Regions from separate parts of the Rattus norvegicus genome. Here region 1 is linked to region 2. Evidence: chromatin contacts called from public Hi-C data. All regions are on one chromosome and are shown on one strand. Each heading gives the region's core, a stretch centred on a gene start, on an enhancer-like site or on the middle of the called end of the contact. The rest is flanking DNA. Distances are from core to core; before and after follow the strand shown. Region 1 overlaps Plb1 (phospholipase B1). Region 2 has its middle 37 kb from the start of Ppp1cb.

The links. A called contact is a pair of places that touch in the nucleus more often than the background predicts.
Region 1: a contact with region 2 is called in a Hi-C map of psoas muscle, with 4 times the contacts expected there. The contact joins two enhancer-like sites. A contact is called at or near these places in 2 of 12 Hi-C or Micro-C datasets (mammary epithelial cells and psoas muscle).

The regions. Positions count from the first base shown.
Region 1 is chr6:29,819,790-29,824,940 of GRCr8, reverse strand. Plb1 (phospholipase B1) reads left to right here. Exons shown (of 58, transcript NM_138898.2): 50 at 1,216-1,267; 51 at 2,178-2,258; 52 at 3,346-3,411; 53 at 3,806-3,900. Among named protein-coding and RNA genes, the nearest start is that of Plb1, 110 kb to the left of the region's middle. Within about 2 kb of position 2,685, at least 12 of the 93 cell types and tissues checked have an H3K27ac peak or open chromatin away from gene starts, as enhancers often do.
Region 2 is chr6:29,747,353-29,752,972 of GRCr8, reverse strand. No RefSeq gene overlaps it. Among named protein-coding and RNA genes, the nearest start is that of Ppp1cb, 37 kb to the right of the region's middle. Within about 2 kb of position 1,347, at least 3 of the 93 cell types and tissues checked have an H3K27ac peak or open chromatin away from gene starts, as enhancers often do.

The sequences.
Region 1 (5,151 bases), core at 1,436-3,935, 71 kb before region 2:
CAGAGACTGGGATCACCCGGTCCTGGCCCATCGAGTGCTTAGGAAGGCAGGAGAATATCAGGGGCTCCTGTCTCCAGCCTGGGACCTGTGTGGACTCACAGAGCTGTGGAAACAGCTGCGAGGAGAGGCCCTGGGCCTGTGGGGATGGGGAGATGAGACTGCGGACACAGGAAAAGAACATGGAGAGGGGGAGCCTGAGGGACAGGAAGAAGCTTGCAGGGGGAATGGGGGAGTGAGGGGGTGGAAGAGGTACCCCACCTCCCAAGAGAACCTTAGAGGCCCATCACTATGAATGCCCTGGAGGCTGCCTTGGGCCTATTAAATGTTACAGCATATCTGTGGGTGCCTTTACTTTATAACCTCTATGCACCTATCACTACAATCCTGGGTAAGTTCTCCATGTGAGGGTCAGGGATGGCACCATGCATGCTGCTCAGTGCCCGCCCACAGACTGTAACCATCTTGTGTTAGCTCCTCATGTTGGCCATGTGTCCTTTCCTCACCTGACTTCTCAATTTTGTTGTTTTGAGACAGGGTCTCAGGTAGCCCAAGTTGACCTATAATTTACTATGTAGCCAAGGCTGGCTCTCAACTCCCAGTTCTCCTGCCTCTGTATCCCAAGTCCTGGGATTGCAGGTGTGCTCTACCACACCCAACCCTGTTCATGTCTTTTTAAGGAATTGGCTTCATTGAACTATATTGACCCACAATGAACCACGGATATTCAGAAGAATACAGTTTGATGAGTCTTGACACCTGTGTTCCCATGAGGCTATCACTGCTATCATGCAGTGAACAGGCCTGTCACTCACAACAGAGCTCTCTCAGGTCCATCCCTACTGAGAATAACAATGCTTTATTCCTTTTCATTGCTGTATACTACTCCATTCATAATTGAGTCTCTGGAACCTAATAGCATACCTTTAATTTACAACAAACTACGGGGAGAAGGAAGACCCAGTCCTGCCCATACTGTCTCTCCAGTCTTGTTGGGACAGAGGGGGAAAACAATAGTGTCAAAGTCCCCCATTCTGCCCTGTGGGCATCAGGGTCTGGATCAGTGTAACCCCAGCAGCTCCCTGATGAGAAAAGGCCCGAGCAGCTTCCCAAAGACTGACGCAGAATGACTTTCACGGAGTTAGCATTTCTGGAGTCCAGCTTAGGGTCTCTCTCCACCCTGAGCGAGTCTGAAATCTTTTTCTCCCTTCTCCCTAGGGACATGCCGGCCCAGGCTCAGGCCCTGGTGAAGAAGATGAAAAGCACCCCTGTGAGTACAGACCCCCTAAAGGCGTTCCTCCCTTAACTGGGGAGTCACAGGCCCTGATGAACCCCTCCAGGGCCCCCACAGCTTGCCTTCAGTTGGTCTTCAAGGGAGTTCACGGAACACTGCCTGCAAGCACCCTGCCCTGGGGCGGGCTGCAGGAGAGCAAGGTAGAATGGGGAGTTGGCCAAGATCATAGGCCTGGGGCCTTCATCCCAGAGCTGGCCTCCCAGAGCCGCCTTCCATAAATAGCAGGTTCTAAAAATAGGCCTCCCATTCCAGGCCTCCCCTCTTCTCTCTCCCCAAGCCCTCAGACTCTCACTTGTACTTTTTTCTAACGCTGTGTTCTTGTGCTGTGGACTCCAGCTACTGGAGGGACTCCATTTATGGCAGACAAGGAGCAGGGAACCACAGCTCCAGGGCCGTCCTGGACCTACCCTACTATGCTGAACCCACTGGGTTCTCCCTCTATGAATCCAGGTCCTAAAAGCCCTGACCTTGTCTTTAAGTTCTATCTTTTGACACAGACCCCTTTGAACACCTCAGAGCACATTGGAGGAGCACGATAATCCACGAGGCCTTTCATGACCTTGGGGAAATGTGGAACGTACCCACTCTAGCTCCTTAAGAGGATTTCAGGGGAGTGAGGGGGGCAGAAAGTAGCCTGTCTTCTATGTGTGAGCAGAACACACACACACACACACACACACACACACACACACACACACACACACACGCACGCGCGCTTCTTACAGGGGCATGCCCATCATTTCAGGGGATCGTGGAGTAGGCCAGACCTCATAGTTTGTGTGACACAGAAAACATGACAATATCTGAGAAGCTGACTGACTAGGTAGCATGACTAGGGTCACCAGCAACTGTTCCCAGATCTTAAACCCAGGACCTGTCCCCTCAGACAATCAACATACAGGAAGACTGGAAGCTGATTACACTCCTCATCGGGAACAACGACCTGTGTCTTTACTGTGAGGATCCGGTAAGCCCCTGACAAGCCTCACTGAGGACCTGAGAATGAAGTTGTTGGCCCCATCCTCCTCATCCTGGGCTCTGACTCATGTCCTTCATGTCTGAATGCCAGACTAGCCTGGGCTCCAGGCGCTTGATTCTACCCAGGCAGCCTCTGGTTTAGCTTTCCTAAGTGGTTTCCCAACTCAGAAGACAGGTCTAGAAGGATCCAGTCTTCAGACACTGAGGTGGTGGCCTCTTTGGGACATACAGATGGAGCTTTCTGGTGGGTAGATGGCTAGTGGTTTTGTGTCTTGTGCCTGCTTGGAGTCTGCCCTCTCTTGGAGGGGGAGGCAATCCTATCTTCGAAATGGAGTTGGAGAAAAGAGAACCACACAGAGTGTCCTTGTTGCCCTTCAGGGCCATGATAATCTAAGCAACCAACCACAGCCAGCTGGCCTGGGAGCTGACCCCATTCCTGATGTGTCTCTGTGGGGAAACATGTCCAGACTCACAAGCGTTTGGAACCTGTGCCTTTCAGAATACATCTTGTTCTAAGCTGGGGACATCCTGTATTTTATTTTGCCAGGAAGAGGCAGCTGCCAGGACTCTGAAGAGGTGGTAGAATGTTTGACACATTGGGGTGGCAGGCAGCTCGTAGCTCCTTGTGGCTCTCAGAGAATAACCATCAAGAGCCCGGCGTCACTATCTTCCCCCATGCAAGCTCAGCTGTTCTAGAACCTTCCCTCAGTCCTTTCCCTTACCGTTAAGAACTGGGGTTCAGGGGTGCCCATAGGACCTCGCCCCTGGAGCTTTCAATCGTGCTGGGTCTTGCATTGTAGGATCATTGGAAACCAGAAGATACCCAGAGCTCCCTGGGGATACACGGTGTGGGGAAACGCCTCTCTGAGTTCCAGCTCACCTGCCCCTCATGTACAGTTTTATCTCTCTTCCTGAGGGTGTATATCTTTGAAAAAGGACACCGCCAGGTCCCTCAGGCCAAGTCTGAGGAATGCAAGAAGGCAGGCTCTTAGGGACAGCAGTCACCCAATTCATCCCCTAATTCTTCCTTCCAGTGTAAAAAGCCAAAGAGAGTCTCTCTCCTTCTCCCTATACAGGAGAACTACTCAACCAGGGAGTATGTCAAGTACATCCAGCATGCCTTGGACATCTTCTATGAGGAGGTAGGAATGGGTAGTGATCAGTCTGCTCCCTGGCCCCTGCTCTCGCACTACTGACGTGTGTGGAGCACCACCTTGGGTGCTTCTAGGCAAGTTGCATTCGATTCTCGGCAAAACAGCTTTTGACCGGCTCTGAAGCTGGACAGTGGCACGGCAGAGAACTCCTGCTGGAGCCACCTAGCCTGGGTTTGAAGGCAACACTGTGGTTTTTATTAGCTCTGGGACTTCTTTGGGTCTCAGCTCTTCCTCCTAACAAAGAGAAACGCTAGGAAGAGTCCATGCAATCACGCAGGCCCCTCCCAGGGTATCCATTTCTTCTGTGGTAGTGACGGGGAGGGTGAGGTCACATTGAAGACTGTCCTCAAACTCATGAACCCCACCCCTCTGCCTCCTGCAGCTTCCCAGGGTTTTCATCAACGTGGTGGAAGTCATGGAGCTGTCCGGTCTGCTCCACGACCAGGGCGGGAAATGTGCCATGCCGTTGGCTGTCCAGTAAGTGTGCAGGGCAAGGCTGCCGGGGTAGGCAGGGTTTCATAGGCACACTAGGAGGAAAAGTGTGGGCAGGGCTAGAAGCCAGGGACTTAGAACACACTTGGATATGCCTGGAGAACCACATGCCTACCTACTCCCTTCCCTGGATGGTAGCTTCCTTTTCTATAAAACGAGGCGCACCAAATGACCTAGAAGACTCCCCAGCACTTCTGACTCTAAAGTCCACTCTGGCAAGTCTACTCTCTGCAGAGGACAATGAGCTCCAAGGACACCTTGGGTTTCCCTAAAATCCTGGCTCTGCTATTGAGGGACAATTGGACCTGAACCTACAGTGTCTCTGCACCTCTGGGTACTTGCCTATAAAAATAGGAATAAACCCTCCCTAAGAGCAACATCACCAGGAAGGTTATGTATGGGGCTAGATCAGGCTACGTAGCTTTTATCCCATCCTCAAAAACAGGGGTCGGAGGTTCTAATGGGAAGGAATTACTGTGGGAAGGACAGACGTTTGCTACCTCTGGGGGCCTCAGGGACTCTGTTTCTACAGCTGTGACTGAGAAGTCCTATCTGATGACAAATGTCCCGTTAAAGGTGGCTAAGGAATCAGGTCCCCAGGTGGAATGGCCATGGTTAGCAAGGAAAGCCCCTCCGATTCCATAGATGTTGGTATCACATTTCACCTTGTCAAGGGCATCTCGGGCCGTCCAATTGTCTTCACTCTGTGGACCCCAAGGAAACTCCCCAGTGCTCAGTGGTGAGAAGCTTCAGGACTGTGGGGAGGAGTCCAGAGGCAGAGTCCTGCCAGAACTCCACCCGGGCCTTCCCTCAGAGTTGGGACACAGTCATCACAGAGGAGGGTCTACACATGAGGAAAGAGACCTTGCTTCAGGCTCTAACCCTTCCAACTGGAAACGATTTATCTTGTGTCGGTCTATGGAAATAGGGGAATTTTGGTTGTGGGCTTCCCTTTTCAGTCCGTGGTCTCTTGGCTCTTTGACAAGACTGTTCTGGGTGGGAAAATGTGGGGGGACGCAGCCAGTCACTTCACAGAGGCTAGAAAGCAAAGCCGGTGGGAGAGCAAGTGTGACTCCCGTGACTACTTCCTTCAATTAGGCTCCACCCACTAACGGTGCCAAAGCTCGGGACCAAGCCTTCAGTCTACACTTGAGATTTTAGGGAACATTTACCGTCCCAACCGTGGCACACCTTTTCAACCACATTCCTGAGTTAGGGCTTTGTGACTTGGACCCA
Region 2 (5,620 bases), core at 98-2,597:
CCTTTGCCTCGTCCAACAGGCTCCCTCCTTCCCCTCCTCATTAGAAACGTTGTGACTGGTTCTCTACAAGATCAATATAGTGTGGAGTTTGCAAAGGATTTATAATCACAGAACATCACAGTGAGGATCACCATCTAAAATGTAGGCAAAGGGAAATGTTAAAGATTTCACCAAAAAAAAAAAAAAAAGATTTCACCAAAACACACATCTAAATCTTTTACTTTAGAATGCGTGTTAATGCAATTGGGATTGGGGGTGGGGGGAGTTAGGGGAAGGGGTAGGGGCAGTGCTCTGCATGTACAAACCCTGGATACTGAAACTGATTAATTTAGTGTCGGTGGTAATTTGCATATTTTTACTTGAAATGTGGAAAACCTTAATTGAAGAAGCAGTTGATGTAGCGGCCAGCAGAAGACAAACTGCCTTTGGAAGTGAATCAAGACTCCCAAAGGTTCCTGGATCATCCTGGTTTTGCAAAGAAGCAAGACTCAACGAAAGAGAAAAAGACTTCTTCACAACTGTGGGAAGACAGGTTAATAGCAGTGAAAGCTTTCCAGCAGGACCCCAGGATTCCGGATTCCAGTCCCAGCCCAAATACACACTTGCTGGGTGGTGCTGACTAGATGTTTATCTTCCCTGGGTATCAGTTTCTCCCACCTACAGGTAATTTCCGAGGTGCCTACACATTCCACGAGGACATTTTAAAATGAGAATAATGGGCTGGTAGTAGGGATCAGCAGGCAAACGCATTTCCTGCCAATCCTGATGACCCGGAGTTTAGTTACCAGGGCCCATGGAGTAGAAGGAGAGACCTGACTCTAAAAAATAGCCCTCTGATATCCACTTGAATGTCATGGTATACACACACACACACACACACACACACACACACACACACACACACACACACACCACAAACATAATAAACAAACCCAGAAACTTAAACATTTTTGAGAAAACGAATCCCAGTCTTTTTTGAATTTCATAAAAACTTAGTGTTTGTGTAATATGGGGGGCAGGAGGGTGCCCGTGTATTACAGCCTACGCATGTGCCATGCCAAGTCAGGGGATAACTTTGTAGAGTTGGTTCTCTGTGCGCTGAGGGTTGCAGAGCTCAAGCCCAGGTTGTCAGTCAAGCCTGTGCCACAAGCGCTTTTGCCAGCCGAGCCATCTCGCTGGCCCTCGGCCACGATTTCCATCTTCTATGTCTTTTCCCCACAGTTATGTAACCCACTAAGAGACGCGGCAAGGAGATCGACTTGTTGTCCCAAAGACCTGAGTCCGGAGGGCTGACTATACTATATATAACCTGGTCTTCTGAGAAGCGCCGAGTCTCACACACAAATCTCAACTTCAGTGACACCGTTCTCAAGATGCCAGCTGGAACAGCCCTGCCAGAGAAGAGGTTGACAGTGACCTCTGTCTGAATCTTTCACTAGGACAAGTCCAGAAAGCTGCCCTGTCATTAAGTCTGCAAAGTAAACCCCACCCTAAGCGGAAGCCCAGCTAGGAGTCATCCGCGGTCGTCCCTGCCGTAAAGGGAAGGCTCTGGGGCTGTACAAGTTCACCAGTGCCTGCATTCAAATGGGCCAGCCTTGGGACCCTCAAGGCTCTGCCCAGACTCCTGGGGCTCTTGGCAGCATTCAGAAGTACATTTCACTGGCTCGTTTAGGTTTCTCCGGGAAAGAGACAGACGCAAAGAACCAAGGGATCTGTTAGCCAACCACCAAGAAGAACCCCCCTGGAGCTGTAGGCAGAATTTACATATTCAGGAAATCTCACTAAATTCAGAGGCCCAGAGGGTAGTTCCATTGGACAGAACACATGAGGTCCCGAGTTCAGCCCCCAGCACTTCATACATTGGCTGTGTTAGCTCATGCCTGGGAAGTGGAGGCAGGAGAATCAGTAAAGTCATCCTTGGTGATTCAGTTTGAGGCCAACCTGGGCTACATGAGAGAGGCCAACCTGGGCTATGTGAGATCCTATCACAAGAAAAAAAAAGTCCATAATTCAGATTTGTCAATATGCATGTCTAGCTTTTAATGTCTCTCACACAAGCATCATTTTGATCTTGCAAACCCGCATGAAGCTTCACAGTTAAGAACTTGCATTTGTCCTGAATCGTCTTTCTAGAGAGTTCTTTTAAAGCGGAAGCCCCAGCTGTTCGGTTTCCAAACCTAACTAGGAGTTCTGTACATAACTGAGCCAAGACAGGCAGAGTAGTATGCCTTTAGCATGCTTAATGTGCCCCCAAAGCCCCTCTAAGCGGTTCTCAGCTTTTTCTGTGGCCCAGAGAGCAGTGTTTCCTCCTCCAGGTTTGAGTAGGGCTGGGCATGGTGGCCTCTGGTCCTAGCACTTGGAAGGCTGAGAGCAGGCAGGAAAATCTTGGGTTTGGTTTGAGGACACCCTAGGCAATACAATGAGATTCCATCTCAAAATACCTCCCCTGACTGCCCCTCCTTGCCCACAAACAAGCAAGCAAACACAACAAGAACACAATGAAGCAGAGTGGTATCAAGTTCCTTCACAGCCCAGACTGTCCGTGATCCCATTTTGGATTTCCTGAGTGTGATAGCAAGAGCTGACATTTATTGGACACTTATTGTATGTGAGTACTAAGTACTTTATCATGTGATATAATATCCAGGACAACTCTAAACAGAGGCCTCATTCCCATTTTGTAGATTAAAACAAAATAACAACAAACAAACAAACAAAACCTTCAAAATATTGAGCTAAGAGATGGCAGATTTAAATCATGTCTGGCTGACTTGCATCTATCCGTCTGTTTGTCTATCTGTCTATAGACAGGGTTTTTCTGTATAACCCTAGAACTCGCTCTGTAGACCAGACTGGCCTTGAACTCAGAGATCCTCTTGCCTCCCTAGCACTGGGATTAAAGGCGTGCACCACCACTGCCCGGCGAGCCCCATGTGTTTTTTTTTTTTTTTTTTTTTTTTTGGTTCTTTTTTTTGGGAGCCGGGGACCGAACCCAGGGCCTTGCGCTTCCTAGGTAAGCGCTCTACCACTGAGCTAAATCCCCAGCCCCTGAGCCCCATGTTTTAATGTGTAGGATACATGGTTCTCCAAACTAACGTGTAAATTCCCTGAAAGCACAGATTCTGTCTTTTTTGCCTTTTGTACAGCCTAGAGGAAACCTTAACAACAGTGGATTCTTAGCATCTCTGTGTCAACCAACCCATGATGAGGCATCCCTACCTAGAGTATTCAAACGCCGGAGGTTAGACTGACTGAGAAGGTTGACTGGCTAAGAGAATTTGGAAAGCTAATCTTAGCTAGCCCAATTTAGGATTCCAGAAAGCCCTGGCCAGAAAGGTAGACTTTTTCCTCTGAATTGCTCCAAGGAACAATAAAGCATCCAGACTGTGCAGGTTTAGGAGTGGCCATGGGACCAAACCTGATCCGACGTCCTTGACATCGGTGGTCCTGAAGGAGCTAGTGCTGCTCTTTGGGACAAAAACTCCTTCCCTGTGCTGGCTGTCACCCAGCTTGGAAAAGCTCACAGTGCACACTTGTTCCTGTCCTTTGGGCAGTCCCCTTCCTCTTCCAACAGTGACATGAGAAGGAATGTCGCCCTGCATTCCTAACATTCACGTCTCTGTGTTTTAGTCATAGGGCAATCGCTTGGAGCTGTGGATGCATTTCCCATAGGAAAACATGCTATTTATAGAGGTTGGTATAGAGACTGAGTCTTTAAGGCTTCAGTAGTAGTTTTGCTTATTTGTCTGTTTAAGTTCTGAAAATGAAGCCGTGGAGCCTTGTTCATGCCAGTCGAGAGCTCTACTCCTGGAACAACATCTACTTTTTTTTTCTTTTTTTCTTTGTTCGTTTTGTTATTTGTTTGTTTTTCTTAACAGGGTTTCTCTGTTTAGGTTTGGCTGTCCTGGAACTCTGTAGACCAGGCTGGCCTTGCACTCAGAGATCTGCCTGCCTCTGCCTCATAGGTGTTGGGATTAAAGGTGTAAACCATCTTTATCTTTTCTTTTTTATTTTATCTTGGGCCTGTGAGATGGCTCAGCAGGTCAAGGCGTTTGCCACCAAGCCTGCCAACATGAGTTCAGTCCCTGGAATCCAAATGTTGGAAGGAGAAAACTGACCCCTTCAAGTTGTCCTCTGAAGGCTATACATACATACATACATACATACATACATACATACATACATACACACACACACACACACACACATACATACTAAAACAAACAAATAAATATTTTTTAAAAGTAACAGCATTTCACGTTCTGCCACAAGGGCTGGAATTACAGACCTGCATCAACACACCCACTTGTATTTAGTCTCTTATTAATCATTCCAAATTGGTCAAACACAGGCATCCTGTGCTGGAGGCCTCTGAGCTAGAACTGACTTGACTGAGGACTGGCTTTTATGCTGTCAGAAGGTTCCATGCAAGCTTCCAAGGGAAGTGTGTGTGTCTGGGTATGTATTTGCTATGTAGTCCAGGCTAACCTTAAACTCACAGGAGTCCTCCCTCAGGCTCCCCTACACCCAAGGAATGGATTATAAGCACTAACCATCATACATGCTGTGCCTGTTTCTTTCCTATTTATCTATATATTTCCCCCCAATAATGGGGCTTCAAGTATGTGGTCTAACATGGAGCGATATGCCCCGCCCTTCTTTTGTGTTTGTTCACAGTCGGTTTCTACATGCCACAGCAAATTAAGGAAGGTTTGGCAGTAAACAGAGACAAGTCACAGGAGAATGGCTTCCTCTTAAAGTCTTGCCCCACACAGCAGCTCATAAGAACCTTCCCCTGGCTTAACACCCCCCACCCCCCTGGGAGCAGAAACTACAGATTCCATTTTTCTGGATCCAGTTTCACCCCTTGTTGACTCATCATTTGGAGAACCTGCTGCTTGGCTACCAGACTGCCTTGGTGGCCAGTGGGAATTGTTATAAAATAAAGCATTCCCACCCCTCCCCTCCCCTTCCCCTCCCCTCCCCTCCCCTTCCCCTCCCCTTCCCTTCCCCTCCCCTTCCCTCCCCTCCCCTTCCCTCCCCTTCCCTTCCCCTCCCCTTCCCTCCCCTCCCCTTCCCTCCCCTCCCCTTCCCTCCCCTTCCCCTTCCCTCCCCTTCCCCTCCCCTCCCCTTCCCCTCCCCTCCCCTTCCCTTCCCCTCCCGTTCCCTTCCCTTCCCTCCCCTCCCCTTCCCCTCCCCTCCCCTCCCCTTCCCCTCCCGTTCCCTTCCCTTCCCTTCCCTTCCCTTAGTTACTCCTCTTTCCTGATGACACAGAGGATAATTATAAATACCTCTGGAATCTTCCCCCTTTTCCAATTTCTAGAAACTTTAAGAAACAAAACAGAGACGTGGGTGGCGTTGGCCTTTAATCCCAAAAGTCAGAGAGGCAGGTGGATCTCTGTGAGTTTGAGGCCAGCCTGGTCTACAGAGCAAGTTGCAAGATAGCCAGGGCTACACAGAGAAACCCTGTCTCATTAAAAAAAAAAAAAAAAAGAAAGAAAAGAAAAGAAGGAAGGAAAGAAAGAAAGAAAAGAACTGAAACAAGACAAGAGAGTTTCCATCAATCTTCCCGCATAAGCAACAGTCCAGACCTGTTTAGGGAAAAGGAAATGTGTGGTCT